5 separate regions of the Mus musculus genome follow, and all the other regions are linked to region 1. Evidence: chromatin contacts called from public promoter capture Hi-C data. All regions are on one chromosome and are shown on one strand. The core of a region is the stretch at or near the end of the contact, and the rest is flanking DNA. Distances in the headings are between cores, read along the strand shown. Region 1 holds the start of Fgfr1 (fibroblast growth factor receptor 1). Region 2 holds the start of Ap3m2 (adaptor-related protein complex 3, mu 2 subunit). Region 3 holds the start of Gpat4 (glycerol-3-phosphate acyltransferase 4). Region 4 holds the start of Golga7 (golgi autoantigen, golgin subfamily a, 7). Region 5 holds the start of Sfrp1 (secreted frizzled-related protein 1).

Evidence for each region. Promoter capture Hi-C pulls out the DNA fragments that hold promoters and counts their contacts.
Region 2: a promoter capture Hi-C map of hippocampal neurons shows a contact between it and region 1, with 3 times the contacts expected there. The contact joins the promoter of Ap3m2 here to the promoter of Fgfr1 in region 1. A contact is called at or near these places in 1 of 39 promoter capture datasets (hippocampal neurons) and 1 of 115 datasets of contacts at active chromatin or transcription factors (astrocytes).
Region 3: a promoter capture Hi-C map of liver shows a contact between it and region 1, with 5 times the contacts expected there. The contact joins the promoter of Gpat4 here to the promoter of Fgfr1 in region 1. A contact is called at or near these places in 4 of 39 promoter capture datasets (cranial neural crest, hippocampal neurons and liver) and 1 of 115 datasets of contacts at active chromatin or transcription factors (astrocytes).
Region 4: a contact with region 1 is called in a promoter capture Hi-C map of hippocampal neurons, with 4 times the contacts expected there. The contact joins the promoter of Golga7 here to the promoter of Fgfr1 in region 1. A contact is called at or near these places in 2 of 39 promoter capture datasets (hippocampal neurons and liver) and 1 of 9 other capture datasets (pancreatic islet).
Region 5: a contact with region 1 is called in a promoter capture Hi-C map of hippocampal neurons, with 5 times the contacts expected there. The contact joins the promoter of Sfrp1 here to the promoter of Fgfr1 in region 1. A contact is called at or near these places in 1 of 39 promoter capture datasets (hippocampal neurons) and 1 of 115 datasets of contacts at active chromatin or transcription factors (embryonic stem cells).

What each region holds. Positions count from the first base shown.
Region 1 is chr8:25,517,372-25,520,295 of GRCm38.p6, forward strand. Fgfr1 (fibroblast growth factor receptor 1) reads left to right here and starts at 1,388. Exons shown (of 18, transcript NM_010206.3): 1 at 1,388-2,058. It overlaps Gm31288 (a long non-coding RNA gene), which reads right to left. Exons shown (of 3, transcript XR_003947368.1): 3 at 2,317-2,924. RefSeq lists promoters at 553-1,527, 1,313-1,527.
Region 2 is chr8:22,804,292-22,807,215 of GRCm38.p6, forward strand. Ap3m2 (adaptor-related protein complex 3, mu 2 subunit) reads right to left here and starts at 1,363. Exons shown (of 9, transcript NM_029505.3): 1 at 1,285-1,363.
Region 3 is chr8:23,207,057-23,209,980 of GRCm38.p6, forward strand. Gpat4 (glycerol-3-phosphate acyltransferase 4) reads right to left here and starts at 1,397. Exons shown (of 13, transcript NM_018743.4): 1 at 1,243-1,397.
Region 4 is chr8:23,255,673-23,258,596 of GRCm38.p6, forward strand. Golga7 (golgi autoantigen, golgin subfamily a, 7) reads right to left here and starts at 1,408. Exons shown (of 5, transcript NM_020585.2): 1 at 1,002-1,408. The coding sequence starts at 1,112.
Region 5 is chr8:23,409,953-23,412,876 of GRCm38.p6, forward strand. Sfrp1 (secreted frizzled-related protein 1) reads left to right here and starts at 1,550. Exons shown (of 3, transcript NM_013834.3): 1 at 1,550-2,376. The coding sequence starts at 1,833.

The sequences.
Region 1 (2,924 bases), core at 138-2,637:
TCTGTGGAAGCGGAATAGAACAGTCCCCCTCATGATGGCTTTCACATGTGTGACCCTTTTGGCACACTTACATTCATTCAGTCTGCTTCTCATGGGGGAGACCCATAGAGGGACTAGATCTTATCAGATTCGTGACATGCCCAAAGTCTTTGAGTGGTGGAATTCACACCTAGTGTGACATATTCCACCCTTCCAGTGGTCCCCAAGTAGACATCACATCACAGTCACCAGGAAAATTTGCAGAGCCCCCACCCCACTGCTATGCAGCAAACCAACAGGTACCAACCACCTAGTCAGGTCTAGAGTGTGCTGGAATCAAAGCACTGTCTTTGCCTTTGTCAAAGCTGCATCGCCAACCCCTGTGTTTGATTTGTTTGAGACAGGGTCTGTAAGCACAGGCTGTCGTCTCAGTCCCTATGTGGCCAACGGTGATCTTAAGTCTCTGACCCTCCAGGGCTAGGATTGCATATGTACATCATCATTTTAGACTGCTGGAAAGTGAGCTCCTGCAACGAGGCGAAGGCCCCACTGGCTGTCTCAGAATTGTTAGCATGCTTCATCAAAACATCGGGATTTCTCATGTCCAAGCAGGATCAAAAATTTTTATTTTTTAACAATCTCAATATGATTCACGTCCACTGGACTCATTGGATTAAAGAGCCACAGATTAACATCTCTGTGGAGGGACCTGGTGGGAAGGGCATTTCAGCGATTTTCTTTGAGGTTCATAGTATACTGTGGAGGCTCTGGTTTGACTCTGATTAATTCCTAAGGCAAACAAAACAAAACAAGCAAGCAAGTAAACAAACATCCCCCCCCATCCGAAAAAAAAAAAAAACAAAAACCCCTCCTCTCTTCGGTTGCTTCCTGAAAGCTGGTGATTTCTAAGGCTACCATGAACAGCACTGTAGAATTTGCAGGGTCCATTCCAGCGTGAACCACAAAACCTAAATTATGTGGCTGGGGAAAGTTGAGATCCAAGGAAAGGGTCTGAGGGGGAAAGTCAACCGATCCATCAATAAAAACAGTTCGTATATTGTAAGCTATGTGAGGGTCCTATTTATTCCTTTTAGAGACGGGAAAACCGAGATTTAGAGCACGAAAATCATACCCCAAGGCACAGAGATAACCAAAGACCAAGTTGCCCAGTGCAACCTCAAAATTATAGCCAGGCACCCGCCCCTCCCCACCCTCCACTCCTGTCCCCAAATCGCTGATCTACACACAGTCTGAAATTCGGGCGCCCTCCAGGCGAAAACTCAAGTTAGACCAGACTGTAGAGCAGTTCTGCTCGCTCCAGGCTTCTCCGGGGCTGCAGCTTGAGAACTACAAGGCCCAGCAGGCAACTGCAAGGGGAGGAGGAGGAGGTGGGACTAGCGCCGGGTGGGAGTGAGAGAGCGAGCCCTCGCGCCTCGCCGGCGCACAGCGCTCGGAGCGCTCCTGCGGGTACTTTGGCGGGGCTCTCCGCTGCGGGCGGCGCGGAACGGGAGCCGGAACCCTGGTGCAGCCGCTGCGTGCAGAGGACCCGGGCTGCGCAGGGAAGCGGGGCCGAGACGTCCGGACTGGACTGAGACTGTGCTTAGCGCATTGCGGCGACCTCGCCTTTCCCGGCCGCGAGCGCGCGCCGCAGCTGGAAAAGCAGCGGAGACCGAGGACTTTTCTCAGGTCCCAGGGGCGCACCACAGCCGTGCTGCAGTCAATGCACGCCGGAGCCCCAGGAGGGGTGATGGAACTCGGGCTGCCAGAAGCCTGAGACGCCGCCACCGCCGCCGCTGCGTACTGGAGAGCGGGGGGCGCACGATCTGGGGACCCCGGGCGGCGGACCCGAGCCCTCCCCCCCGCCCCGCCTCCGGGGCACCAGCTTCGGCTCCATTGTTCCCGCCCGGGCTGGAGGCGCCCGGCTCGGAGTGCCGCCGGGAGTCGTGCCTCGGCCGCGGAGCCCTCGAGACCCCATCAGGATCTGAACGGAGCCCGGAGACGAGCGGCGGGAGCGCAAGACACAGACACCCGCCGCGCCACGGCGAGCTCTCCAGAGGCGGGACCGCAGCGCCAAGTGAGGTAAGAGTCGCCGGCGCCCGCAGAGCCGGCTGGCTGGGCGTCCCGAGCGGCCCCCGCGCTTCGCCAGTCGCAGCCCGCGCCTCCCTCCTCCAATCCCCCACCCCACCCCCGACTCCGCTCCCTCCCCGGCGCCCCTGTCCCTCCTCCCTCGGCCAGTGTCGCTGCCCGCGCCCCCTCCCCGCGCGCTGGGCCCGCTGCTGCTGCCCGCTGCCTAACTTTTCCGCCAACTCGCGCTCCGGAGCTAGCGAGGAGGCTGCTGCGCTCCGAGTCCAGACCCCGACCCTCTTGGCCCAGGAGAAGGCGGCGGAAGCTGTGTGTTCCCTACTGGGGAGGAGGGCGGGAATGGGCCGGGAGATGGAGGGTGTGTGTGTGTGTGTGTGTGTGTGTACATCATCTATCTTTTGGTCCTCTTGCGGATTCACCCCGTTTCAGCCGGTGGCTTTAAGCTCAACACCCTACATCTGGGATCTTTTCAAGTGTTTTCCTACCTCCGGGCAAGTCTGGGGTCCAGGTTGGGGGGTTGAAGAGGAAAGGAAGTGGCGGGGAAGGCTAGCTTGTCTTGGAATAGGTTTGAAGGAGGTGTCGTCACCAAATGGCTGAATCGGCTTTAGCGGAGAGCGAGCAAAGATTCCCCCCCCTTTTGAGGGGTGATGGTGGTGGTGGTGGTAATGTTCTATTTTATCTTAGACCTAGAGGACTCTTGAAGGGGTCTGGAGAAGCGGGGGGTGGGGGGTCTCGGGGTCTGGATCGTTCTGGGAAGTGGAGGAAATGAGGAGAACTTGTCCGGTGCGGAGGAGCCCTCTTCTGCCCGCTTGTTGCTTCTCTGGCCCAGACCCCCTCTCCACACCTCCTGTGCCTCCTCTTGT
Region 2 (2,924 bases), core at 113-2,612, 2.7 Mb before region 1:
ATGTCCCCATGACTTAAGGAAGTTTACCGTTTTGTGTTGGGCAACGTTCCTAGCTGTCCTGGGCCACATGTGGCCTGCAGGCCACCGGCCAGACATACCTGCTACTATTACATGAGCCCTAAGGATTCTTCCCTTGAATTCCCAATAATAACTAGCAGCCAATTTGTTTGTCTGTTGTAGATTTTCAGTTCTCTGTTATTATTGCCCGAGTTAGATCCACTTAAAACACTAGTTTCAGGCTTGTGAGATGGCTCAGCAGGTGAGGCTTGCTAACGATCCAAACAATGGGATTCAATTTCATTGGGACTCATAACATGAGAGAAGAGAAGTGACAACCTGTTGTTCACATGGGTGCACATAAATATACTTAATTTTCTTTTAAATCCGACTTTGCCAGGCACTTGGGAGCTAAGACAGGAGGATCACAAGTTTGAGACTAGCCTGGGTTACATAACATGATCCTGTCTCAAAAAAACAAACAAAACAAAACAAAACAAAAAAAATCTAGATGAAATAAACAAAGATGTTAGGCACTATTTAAATGGGTAGTGGGCATTTGAAAAGAGGCCGATAGTACTGACATATACTGTAAGATTAGAGACTGGACAGCTTCGGTTGGGAAAAAAGACTCAATTTTAAATATCTTACCACTTATTTAATACTGGTAATATGTTTGGGTCAAATGAAATATATTAAAATTTAACTTATCGTTAGCTTACCACGATTCCTATTCGAAACAGCATATGTGATGTGCTTTCTACTTCTCCTGAGCAGAGCCAGCCCCTGGAATCTTTGCCACTGTGATCTTTACTCATTCACTAAGGACCTATTCTCTGAATTATTTGTGCACAAAGCATTCCGCTGGATGCTTAAAAAAAAAATCTCTGGAGACACCCTAGTTTGTCTACAGTGACATCTCCAGGATGAGGCAGCTTTGCTGCACCCAGGGGTGGCCTAGAAGCGAACTGACTTGAGCTAGCACAACTGGTCACATTGCTAAGACCTGTTTTCCTAGTGCCCCAGGAGAGAGTCCAGATCGTCGGCTGCCAAGACAGCCATCGAGAGGTTGCAGCCCAGCAGCCTGCAAGCCTAGGGTATTGGAGGCCCTATGGGCCTTGGGGCTCCAGCCTGAAAACTGTCCAGAAGCAGGGACCCTGGTCCCAGAACTGTGCACCTGCGTTGCCATGGCAACGGCATTTGTAGCCCGGGACTCTTCCCGTACCTCTCTCCCAGGCGACGCCCAACGCAGCCCTTCCCATCCGCGCGCGCCCAGCCCAACCCTACCAGCTTCGACCAGGTCTCAGGCTCCGTTCCGGCTCCGCAGCGCAGTCGCGCTGCGCAGTGCTCCTTGCACGAAGGCTCCGCCCCCTCCTCACCGCTCTCACGTTGATTGGCCAGCCGCTCCCCGGCTGCCGCTCCTGCGCTCTGATTGATCGCCGTTCGCTTGCTAGGCTCTAGCATCCGATTGGTCTTTATTGAAGGTCCGGTAACCTTCAATTGGTGTAGCTCTGAGACTCCAAGCCCCGATTGGAGGATGAAGACAGTCGGTCATCCAGTCACAAAGGGCCTCCGGGGAGCTAGAAAGTGACCGGAAAGGTAAAATGATTCCCGGGATGCTTCTAATTTAATGCATCACAGATAACCAATCATAACTAACCTCCATTACACAGGTGCACTTAAAAAGCGACTGCTTGCCGGGCCTGTGGCGCAGGTCTTTAATCCCAGCACTCAGGAGACAAGCAGAAGTATCTCAGTGAGTTCGAGGCCAACCTTGTTGTCTACACAGGGAGTTCCAAGCCAGCGGGAAAGAACCGGGAAGAATAGAGGAAAGGAGGGGAGGGGAGAAGACAAGAGAGGAAAGGAAGGGAGAAAAGTAGAGACGTAGTGGGGAGGGGGGAGCAAGGCAGAGAAAGAGTGACAGACAGACAGATAAGACTGACTTCTCCTTCCAGACTCTCAGTTCCCAGATCCGATAATGAAGGTGTTGGGGCAGGTCTTTGAAACCACCTTAAATTTAAAGAGATCACAGGTTACTGTGACTCGGGAAAGTGTGAAGCAGAGATCCGATGGAAATTTTATCTTCAGTTAGATTAAAATGAGGCATTCGGTAAGATGAAGTGTGAAGGGGGTTGCAAAAACTGCTGGGCACACTGTAAGATGAAATGACAAACTGCGGTGATGACGGTCGTGCCAATCTAGATGAGTCTCCGAAAGGTCTCTGGCAGTACCTAAAAACAAGAGGCCCTACCTCAAATCAGATGGAAGGTGAGGAGTGATATTCTGACTCCTACAAGTGTTTCCATGCACAAATGCAAACGCGTACCTCATACATGCAAAAACGGGTGTGTGTGTGTGTGTGTGTTTATTTTCCCTTTCGTTTTGTTACTTGAGACAGTTTCGCTGAACAATTCTGGCTGGCCGGGAAGTCTCCAGATCGGGACAGCTTTGAACTGTTTCCCTCTGCCTCCCGCCTCCGGAGTGCTGGGATTAAAGGCTTGTGCTGCCCACCTGGTCGCTACTCACCCGGGGCCGGGCGCGCGCGGGGGAGGGGTGTGAGAAGAAATTTTAAAAATAATTTCAAAGCTTAAAAAAAAAAAAAAGAACGATTTGTGACATTGCCTCATACGTCCCGTTTGAAATTACAGAAGAAATAGTCATCAAATGAGAAGATTTCCGGAGGAAGAAAAGAGATTGGTCCAAAAAAAAAGAAGTTTTCAAATAACATACTTAGTTTCTAAGTAGTTATTTAGATAAAGATTACTCTCAGAAGCAAACCAAACCTCTGCTTTGCAAACATTTGTCTACTGTGTGCCAGACCCAGCTGCTTCCTGTTCATCAAATGTGGGTTTTTTTGTAGCTAGAAGTGAAGACCAGAAAAACTTCCTCTGTCAAGTCACCTCCTGGGTTTCCTTTTCTCTGCGTGG
Region 3 (2,924 bases), core at 147-2,646, 2.3 Mb before region 1:
CACACACACACACACACACACACACACGGCGCGCGCTCCAGTGCTAAATTTTTGTTTCTTCCTGAGACAGAAGAAGTAAAATAAATGAAGATGCAGATATTGCATGATTAACCCCAGATGTCACTGAGCATATATAATAATGAGCATACGTTCCTGGTTTTGCATATTTGAAATTCTCCAAATTATAGGTCTGAAAAATTACTCTCAGAAAGAGGAAGGATAATTTAGCAGGCAGGATTACAGTTTTGACCATAGTCTTTGGTCGCAGTGATTTTTATGCCTGTCTTTACGGGGTTGCGATACAATCTCGAAGACACGCTAACTCTGCAGAGACTCTTAAAAGTTCTGCTCAAATTAAGGAAAACGAGCGAAACCAAAGTTCTTCAAAGGCTATCTACCGGTAATACGCAAGAGATGGGTATGGGATGGAACTTAACGTCCGCGAAGCCTGACAATTTCACATAGATTATTCTACAACCTGTGAGTCACCAATGTAATATCCAAGTAAGATGGAAAGTGAATAAATAAGTCAAACTTCCAGGTAGGATGCTACTACCACTGAGGGCATGGAACCAAGGCGAAAGGGAGTCTGGGGTGTGAAGAAGGCTGGAATAGTGGCAGTTCTAGTTAGTGGCTCAGGAAAGTCATGTAGCATCAAGCAGGGCTGCCCCTATCCGGGGGCAAACCTGGACACTGGGACTCTCCAATGCGGGAAGGGGGAGAGGGGGCAGACCCGAAAAAGAAGACAGTGTGAGCACAGCACGGGATAAAGGACGGATTCTGGGGGGGAAACCCGTTTCCACGTGATCTAACGCCGGGTTCTCAGCCACGTTCCTCAGCTCCGGGCCACACCAGGCCGAGGCGGCGAGCGGCCTGCGGAGAGGAGCGTGGTCGGTTGAGGAGGAGAGAAACCGGTCGGGGAGAGAGGAGCGGGGCGGCCGAGGAGAGGAGGGAAGGGAAAGAAAGGGCCGGATGAGGACAGCGGGGCTGGCTGAGCCAAGGAGCCGAGCGGCAAGGAGCCGGGCGACTGGAGAGGAGATGAGGCGGCAAGAGGACAGCGGGGCTAGCCCGGGAGGAGAGGAGCGGGGCTGGCGAAGGACAGGAGTGGGGCAAGCGGGCGTGAAGGAGCTCGGACCGCCCGGCAGCGGCTGCCCCACCGGCGGGACCCCGGCCCGCGGCTGCCGACCCCGCGTCCCGCCCGGGGCCGGGGGCGTCCGGTAGGACCAGGTCCATCCAACTCACCGGCCGTGAGGCTCGGCTCCAGTCCTCGGTGACTGCCGCTCCCGCCCTGCCCTGCCCGCCGCCGGCCCAGGCGTACGTAAGAGCGTGCGTACGCCCGCCCGTCTTTGTCTACGCCGCTGGACGTGGACCCCACTCCCCTCAATCCCCGCCCCCGAGTCCCGCCCAACCGCGCTTGCGCGGTCTCCCGGAGGACCCCAGGGTGGGCGGGGCTCCGGCGATGCTCGCTCCTCGCACTGATGCTCGCCAGCGTGAGCCGAGGTCGCTTTCTGAAAGCCAACCGGGGCCTGTCTGAGCTGTGTCCAGAACAGGCATCGTTCCCGGGGAGAGGGAGAACCCGGCATGGCGAGGTTCATTTACTGAGTCTTTGTGGGACTTTGTGTGAGATTCGGTTCCGGCTGGCCACGAAACGTTAGCCACCATCCCAGCACTACCCGGGCATCCCGGAGCTTCTCTTAACGTAATTGGCTGGTTGGCCAACTGCAGTTTTCCAACCCAGCCACAGTTCTAACTAACCTCTCCTCAGACTGGAAGCTTCAAAGACAGGCTTGTTTTGCTGACGTGGGTCCTTTATAGTGGAAGAAAGAGAAAGAAGGGATGGGGGACACGCCTCTTTGGCCCACCCCACCCCCTTTTAAGACAGGACGTCTTGTAATACAGACTTGCCTCAAAAACTGCGAATTGCCCAATGACCTTCAGTTTCTGCACCGACTGCTTCCACCTCCTGAAGTGCTGGAATAAACTACCGTCCCAAGTTTTATAAAGTGCTGGGGGCTGGAACTCAGGGCCTCGTGCATGCTAAAAGAAGCACTCGACCAGCTGAGCCACATTCCCAGCCTCCGAGTTTATTGCTTTTGTATACTTCCAAGAGTACCTAACCTTTCCCCTAATTCAGGACTTAAACCTCCATTTGTTGATTTCTTCACAAACTTTTACACAACTCCAGGTATGTAACTATAACAGGAATACAAGACATATTTAATGATAATAAATTTATTTAAAAGCATTTTTGCTATGTATTTGTAGCTTTCCTATATTAACTATTAAAGCAAATTTGCATATTAATGAGATGGATGTGTTTGCCACTCTATTAATTTATTATTTTATTTTTGGTTTTTTCGCTGGCTGTCCTGGAACTCACTCAGTAGACTAGACTGGTCTTGAACTCAGAAAAACGCCTGCCTCTGCCTCCCAAATGCTGGGATTAAAGGCATGCGACACCACTGCCCGGCTGCCACTCTTAATATAAAGAAATCAGCTAAATATTTGATACCAAAGGATATAAAACATAAAGTTTCCCAACGTTTTAAATTTTATAATTGTCAATGCTGAGAACACCGTTTCACAAATACCTTGTACAAAACAATATTAGTAAGTTTATGAACATTTCAGAAATTATTAGAGATTCTGCCCTAATCCCAAGCCAAAAATGATTTAACAGATTTTTGTGAGCAGATTAACTGAAGCAGTTTTTAAAATCAAGAATTCTAATACAGTGCAACCCCTGAATGTGCTAATTTGATGCTTACTTACAATGCTTACCTGCTGAGGAATGACTACAGGAAAATATTTTTTAAAGTCATGGTTTCTTCAAAATGAAACATGATAGCTAACTAACACTCACTGAAACACTCCACAGATGTAAGGGCAGGAGGATCAGAAGTTCAATGTCACCTTTAGCTATA
Region 4 (2,924 bases), core at 158-2,657, 2.3 Mb before region 1:
CCAGCCTACAAACCACCCCTCTGATTTTAAATGGCTGGCACACATTTCTCTAGTACACACTCATCTCCACCTACCTAGTCCACAAGCAGCATTTCTTAGCCCCACACCCACACCATGCTTAATTACCCTCCAAGTTCCTCATCCTTCAGAAACTGATTTATGAACAGGAAATAGAATCTGAGTAATATCGCTGAAGAACAAAAGGAGGATCACATTGGGTAGACGAGTAGATTTTTTTTGTTTTTTTTTTGGTGTGGTTAAATCTGAAGGAATGGTACACAAATCTCATCTTTGTTTACAAGGTTGCCCAAAGGACCTCTGCCCCATGACCGTTTTGATATGCAAGGCAAACAGGAAGTTCCCAGTGATAATGACTGGGAGTCAGGGTTGGTTCAGCTACAAGTTCCTTTGCCGTTCCTGCCCGGGACCGTGTACGTTTTTCAGGTTCCAAGAAGGCCTGTCTGGACTGCCGAGCACATCCCTAATAAACCCTTTCAGCTGAACAGTATGACCAGCACAGTGACCACAGATACCAGTCATGACTATGACGCTGTCTTTCGCGTGTCTGAGGCAGTAGGATATAGGTTACCACAGGAGGTATGAGGTGGCCTGGAGTTCCAGGAATTAGCACCTCATCAAGATGTCAATAACTGAGTGAGTGTGTGTGTGTGTGTGAGCTTCAACCAGGTGTCAAGTACCGTGTGTGTGTGTGTGTGTGTGTGTGTGTGTGTGTCGGCATCCTGTTAAGGACACTCTTGGGTGGACTGCGGGCCAGCATCCTAAAAGTTCTATATGATCACTGTACTCTGAGCATTAGCCTTAGTGGTCTTTCTCCAAATACTAGACCGTACCTCCTTCGTATATCTTTTCCCATGAATCCTGACGTCTCATGCTCTCCCGAACCGTGAGACACTCCCTCCCGCTCCAGGGACTCTCCCCTCCCCAGGGCCAGGGGCAGGGCCAGGAGCAGGGCCAGGAGCAGGGGAAGCCGGGCTGCATACCCTGTTCTCCAGCTCCGCGGGGAACTTGGTCTGGAACTGGCAGCGCGTGCCGCTGCTGTAGTCTCGCTGAATGAACACCTTCCCGGACACCGGTGCCTGCTGCGGCCTCATGGCGAGGACAGGACCCGCCGCTCTGCGAGTTCGGGCAAGACACGGGGTCAGATGGCCGGCCTAGAGCCGGCTCTCCGGCCCGCCAGCCCTTCGGAGCCACCCACCGCCCAAAGACGCCCCAGGCCTCCCCCCTCGCCGATCCCCTTCACTCATGGCTGTAGCCGAGGGACTCCAAGCTACCCAAGCCCAGGACCCGCGCCCCCCCACATCCTGGTTCGGCCCTGGAAACACAAACCCGCCTCCTCGGCCCTCCAGCAGCTGTCGCGCCACCTCCGTCGCCGCTTACGTCCTGTCGCAAAAAAACCTAGCCTCTCCCGAACACCTTCTGTGCCGCACGTTGACACCCCGCCCCCTCCGGCCGTAAAGCGACGCCTCCGCGGCTGCGCGTTGCGGTGAGGTGCGCGGTGGCTGGGAGAGAAGTCTTCCTAGTGTAGGCGAATGAAACCCTTCCGGGCGGAAGAAGATGATGATGATGAGGTGGACGTGATCGGTGGATCCGGGAGTTCCGGGAAAGACGCCGGGGTTAGAGACTCGGAATTCCCTGTTGGTTGTGGTGAAGTGGTTTGTGGGCACAGGAATAGTTCCCTTCTTGATTAAGCGTTCCAGCTTTCACGTGGGCTAACCCACCTCGCTCCACAAAAACAACCGTCACTCTCCAATTCCAACAGACACAGATATTTACAACTACAAAGCGCACTACTGGGGATGCATTTGGCCCCTGGAACCCTCTTGAACGAGAGTGAGGAGATGGTATTCCTGTTCTGCATTATCCTGCATCCCTTCTCCAATTCTTCTTGAGGTGTTGGTTTTTTTCGTCCCAGAGACATGTACACCAGCTATACCCGCTTAGGTGACCCGACTGGACCAACAACAGTTCTCTCTCATTGGTCCCCACTTTACTGACTGTATCTTTGCAAGACATCCAGGAAAATCCCTATGCACGTCTGGTGGTGGCGATGTTCTAGTACAACTTTTTAGTATACTGATAATTGATTAGATACTTGATCAGTTGTCACGATAATTGATTTCTCTTTTGGGGTTTTAAAAATAGCATTAAAAAAATTTCCAGCATAGGGCGGGGGACAGGGCAGAGGTCGTCCACTCCCTGGTGATCTCTGAGTTCAAGCCCACCCCAGTTTACCTAAATAGTACCAGGCCAGCCAGATCGTCATGGTGAGACCCTGTCTCAAAAATGAATAGCTTTATCCCAATAAAGGGTGTATAGTAAACCCACTCATTTAACGTGGACATAATTTGTTAACTTCTACCACGTCCATGCCCTTAAACCATCAGTACAATCAAGATAATAAACACCACCTCTAAAAACTTCCTTACTCTTTACAGTCATACCTTTCAGCCATTCAGCAGACCCCCTTTGCCCAGTACTAACCTTTCTGTCACTAGAAACAAACTTGTGTTTTCTTAACTTTCACTTAAATTGAATCAGAGTTTTTCGTCTCCTTCTTATTGTATAGATTCTACTGAGATTCCTCTGTTGTGCCATACGTAATTTCATTTCTGTGACTTTCCCCATTTATTCATTCACGTACTGCCTCAGGGTTTCCATTGCTGTGAAGGGAAACCATGACCAAGACAGTTTTTTATTTGTTTGTTTGTTTGGTTTTTTGAGACAGGGTTTCTCTGTATAGCCCTGGCTGTCCTGGAACTCACTTTGTAGACCAGGCTGGCCTCGAACTTAGAAATCCGCCTGCTTCTGCCTCCTGAGTGATGGGATTAAAGGCGTGTGCCACCACCGCGCGGCTACAAGGCAGTTCTTATTAAGGGTAACATTAAATTGGGGTTGGCTTACTG
Region 5 (2,924 bases), core at 300-2,799, 2.1 Mb before region 1:
CTAGTCTCCTGCCCTCTGTGCTGGCTGAAGAATGTGATTCCTTAGCTCCTCGGGGAGGAGAGCACTGCGGGCTGTTTCTTGATTAACCCTTGGCCATCCACAGTCTTGCTCCGCATGGACTTTCTCCCTTACCCAAATGTGCCTGTTTGGTTTGGGCATCTTTCATCAGCCTAGGAAGGACAGGCATGTTGACCGCCTGCTGCAGCTGCTTCCCGCAGTAGAGTCACAGCATCAGCGTGTGTATGATTGCTTTAAGAAGGGATCCCCGCATCTTTGCAAGTTCCGGAGCTTTTACTCGGAAAGGAGAAATTGGGTCTATTGAGTGGAAAGCAAGACTCCCCAGAGCTTTATAAACCAGCCGCCTGGGCCAGCGGCATCTCCCACTGTGTTGGGCTTTGCAACTAGGAGTGGCGACCCATTTGCCACCCAGTACCGCAACACACTGCATCCTCTGCTGCCCCTCCACCCACTATGAAGAACACAGAATGAGGTGATCCAGAGAACTTCTCCGGCTGCTTGTGCGGTCTCCTCTCTACTCTAGATCCCACCCCTAGCTCTCTGAATGTAAGGGGAGTATTTGGAACACTCAAGCAATTCCCAGGAAGTGAGTAGTGGGTGTGTGTGGTCAGGGGTGGGGGAGGCTAGAGGACGACTTAGTTATTCTTTCTTGCCTGGCTTCTGCCTTATGCGGGAGGGGGTGACACACCTTTGGTTTTTGACCTCTGAATTAGCATGTGTATCTTGAGTTGGTATCCACCCACCCAGTACTGCTGGTATTTTTAGTGCTTTGGCTTTCTAATCCACAAACGCGTCTGTGTGTGTGTGTGTGTGTGTGTGTGTGTGTGTGTGTAAGTTTGTGCACATATGTGTTGTCTGCAGAGCTGAGACTTGAGTAGGGTCTTAAAAACATCGTTTAAAAACGTCAACTGTCCTTGGGAGCTAATACCCACATGATCAGTGCTCTTCTCCGCAGTGAGCCCCTTTCCCGTTCTACCTTCGGTCACCTGGAACACAGCCACAAACACCACCTTCTCTTAGTCTTTGCAAAAGCCCAGACTCCCCGGGAATTTAAAAGAGCTCCCTAAATTCAGCCTGCCCATCCGAGCAGCTGGGAAGCAGCTAAGATTAAAACCGTGGAGCGAAGGGCTGCTGGTCTGTTGCGTTGTTCCTTGGAACTAGGAAAAGAAGTAGAAAAAAGTCTTCACAACTGCATCAATTTGCAAGTATTATGAAGAGTCCTTTTTTTTTTTTTTAAACAAACCGACTCACTCTAATTACAGCGTCCAACTCCGACTCCACCCACCCCGCACTTCTAACTACTCTCTCCCTTTTGCTTTTGCCTCCTTCGAAAGTACTTGCTTAGTTTTTGGTTTTGCTTTTTAAGGGGTGTTGACCTGGGTCTAGTTCTAGTAAACCGATCCTTCTGGCCGGCGCGGCGATTGGTTAACTGCGCGGCTGACTGACGCGGTGTGGAGAGCGGCTCCCGGCAGCGCGGAGCTGATTGGCTGCGCGCGGGGAGATCCAGGGCTCGGCCACCCGCACACCGCGCATTCGAGCTGCAGCGTCGCAAGTAGGTGCAGCAGCCCGCAGCCCGCCGCGCCTCTGCGAGCCGGGACAGCACTCGGCCCCGCGCGCTCCCCGCCCCGCGCCAGCCCCGCCGCGGCGACCTGCTGCAGCGGAGGACCCCATCGATCGGAGACCCGGGGAGCAGCGCGCAGCCGCCGAGCCGGACGGGGCCCGGCACTGCGCCTTTGTCCCCGGAGGCTCCGGGAAGTTTGCAGCGGGACGCGCGCGTGAAGGCAGCGTGGGCAGCCCCGACGTCGCCGAGCAACATGGGCGTCGGGCGCAGCGCGCGGGGTCGCGGCGGGGCCGCCTCGGGAGTGCTGCTGGCGTTGGCCGCCGCTCTGCTGGCCGCGGGTTCGGCCAGCGAGTACGACTACGTGAGCTTCCAGTCCGACATCGGCTCGTATCAGAGCGGGCGCTTCTACACCAAGCCCCCGCAGTGCGTGGACATCCCGGTGGACCTGAGGCTGTGCCACAACGTGGGCTACAAGAAGATGGTGCTGCCCAACCTGCTGGAGCACGAGACCATGGCAGAGGTGAAGCAGCAGGCCAGCAGCTGGGTGCCGCTGCTCAACAAGAACTGCCACATGGGCACCCAGGTCTTCCTCTGTTCGCTCTTCGCGCCCGTCTGTCTGGACCGGCCCATCTACCCGTGTCGCTGGCTCTGCGAGGCCGTGCGCGACTCGTGCGAGCCGGTCATGCAGTTCTTCGGCTTCTACTGGCCCGAGATGCTCAAATGTGACAAGTTCCCCGAGGGCGACGTCTGCATCGCCATGACCCCGCCCAATACCACGGAAGCCTCTAAGCCCCAAGGTAAGGGTATGCCTTCCCACGCCCGCGAACCCCCGCGCCCATCCGCACTGGCCCAGGGCTGTAGAGGGGGAAAGCTCAGGAGCCGCGCACCGCAACCCGCAAGGTGTGCAGACCCGATCCCTAAAGCTTCTGGGAGGCCCAGGCATCGCTTGGCGCTTCTCCCGCTCCAGGTACTCCCTGATGGCTGGTGAGCCTCGGCCGTGGGGGGGGGGGGGTTGGGGGGGGCGAGGGGAGACCTGGAGCTGCTCTTCCTAAGCTCCAGTCTGGCGTTTTCCATACCTGAAAGAAAGCAAAGCTTAGGTTTTAAATAAAAGGACGTCTATCTCTTCAGAGAGAGTGCGGTGTCCTGTTCCAAAACTGTTAACATCCGAGACAGACACTGCTCCCTTGGAAAACCACTCGCTCAAACTACAACAACAAACAAACAACCCCAAACGTAAGACGGAGGGATTTATTTTCATAAGTTTGTAATTTTTTTCTCTAAAAACAAAACCATCAACAAGAAATCCTCTTTGCTCAGCTTATCTTCCAGTCGTGTTGCAGATCTG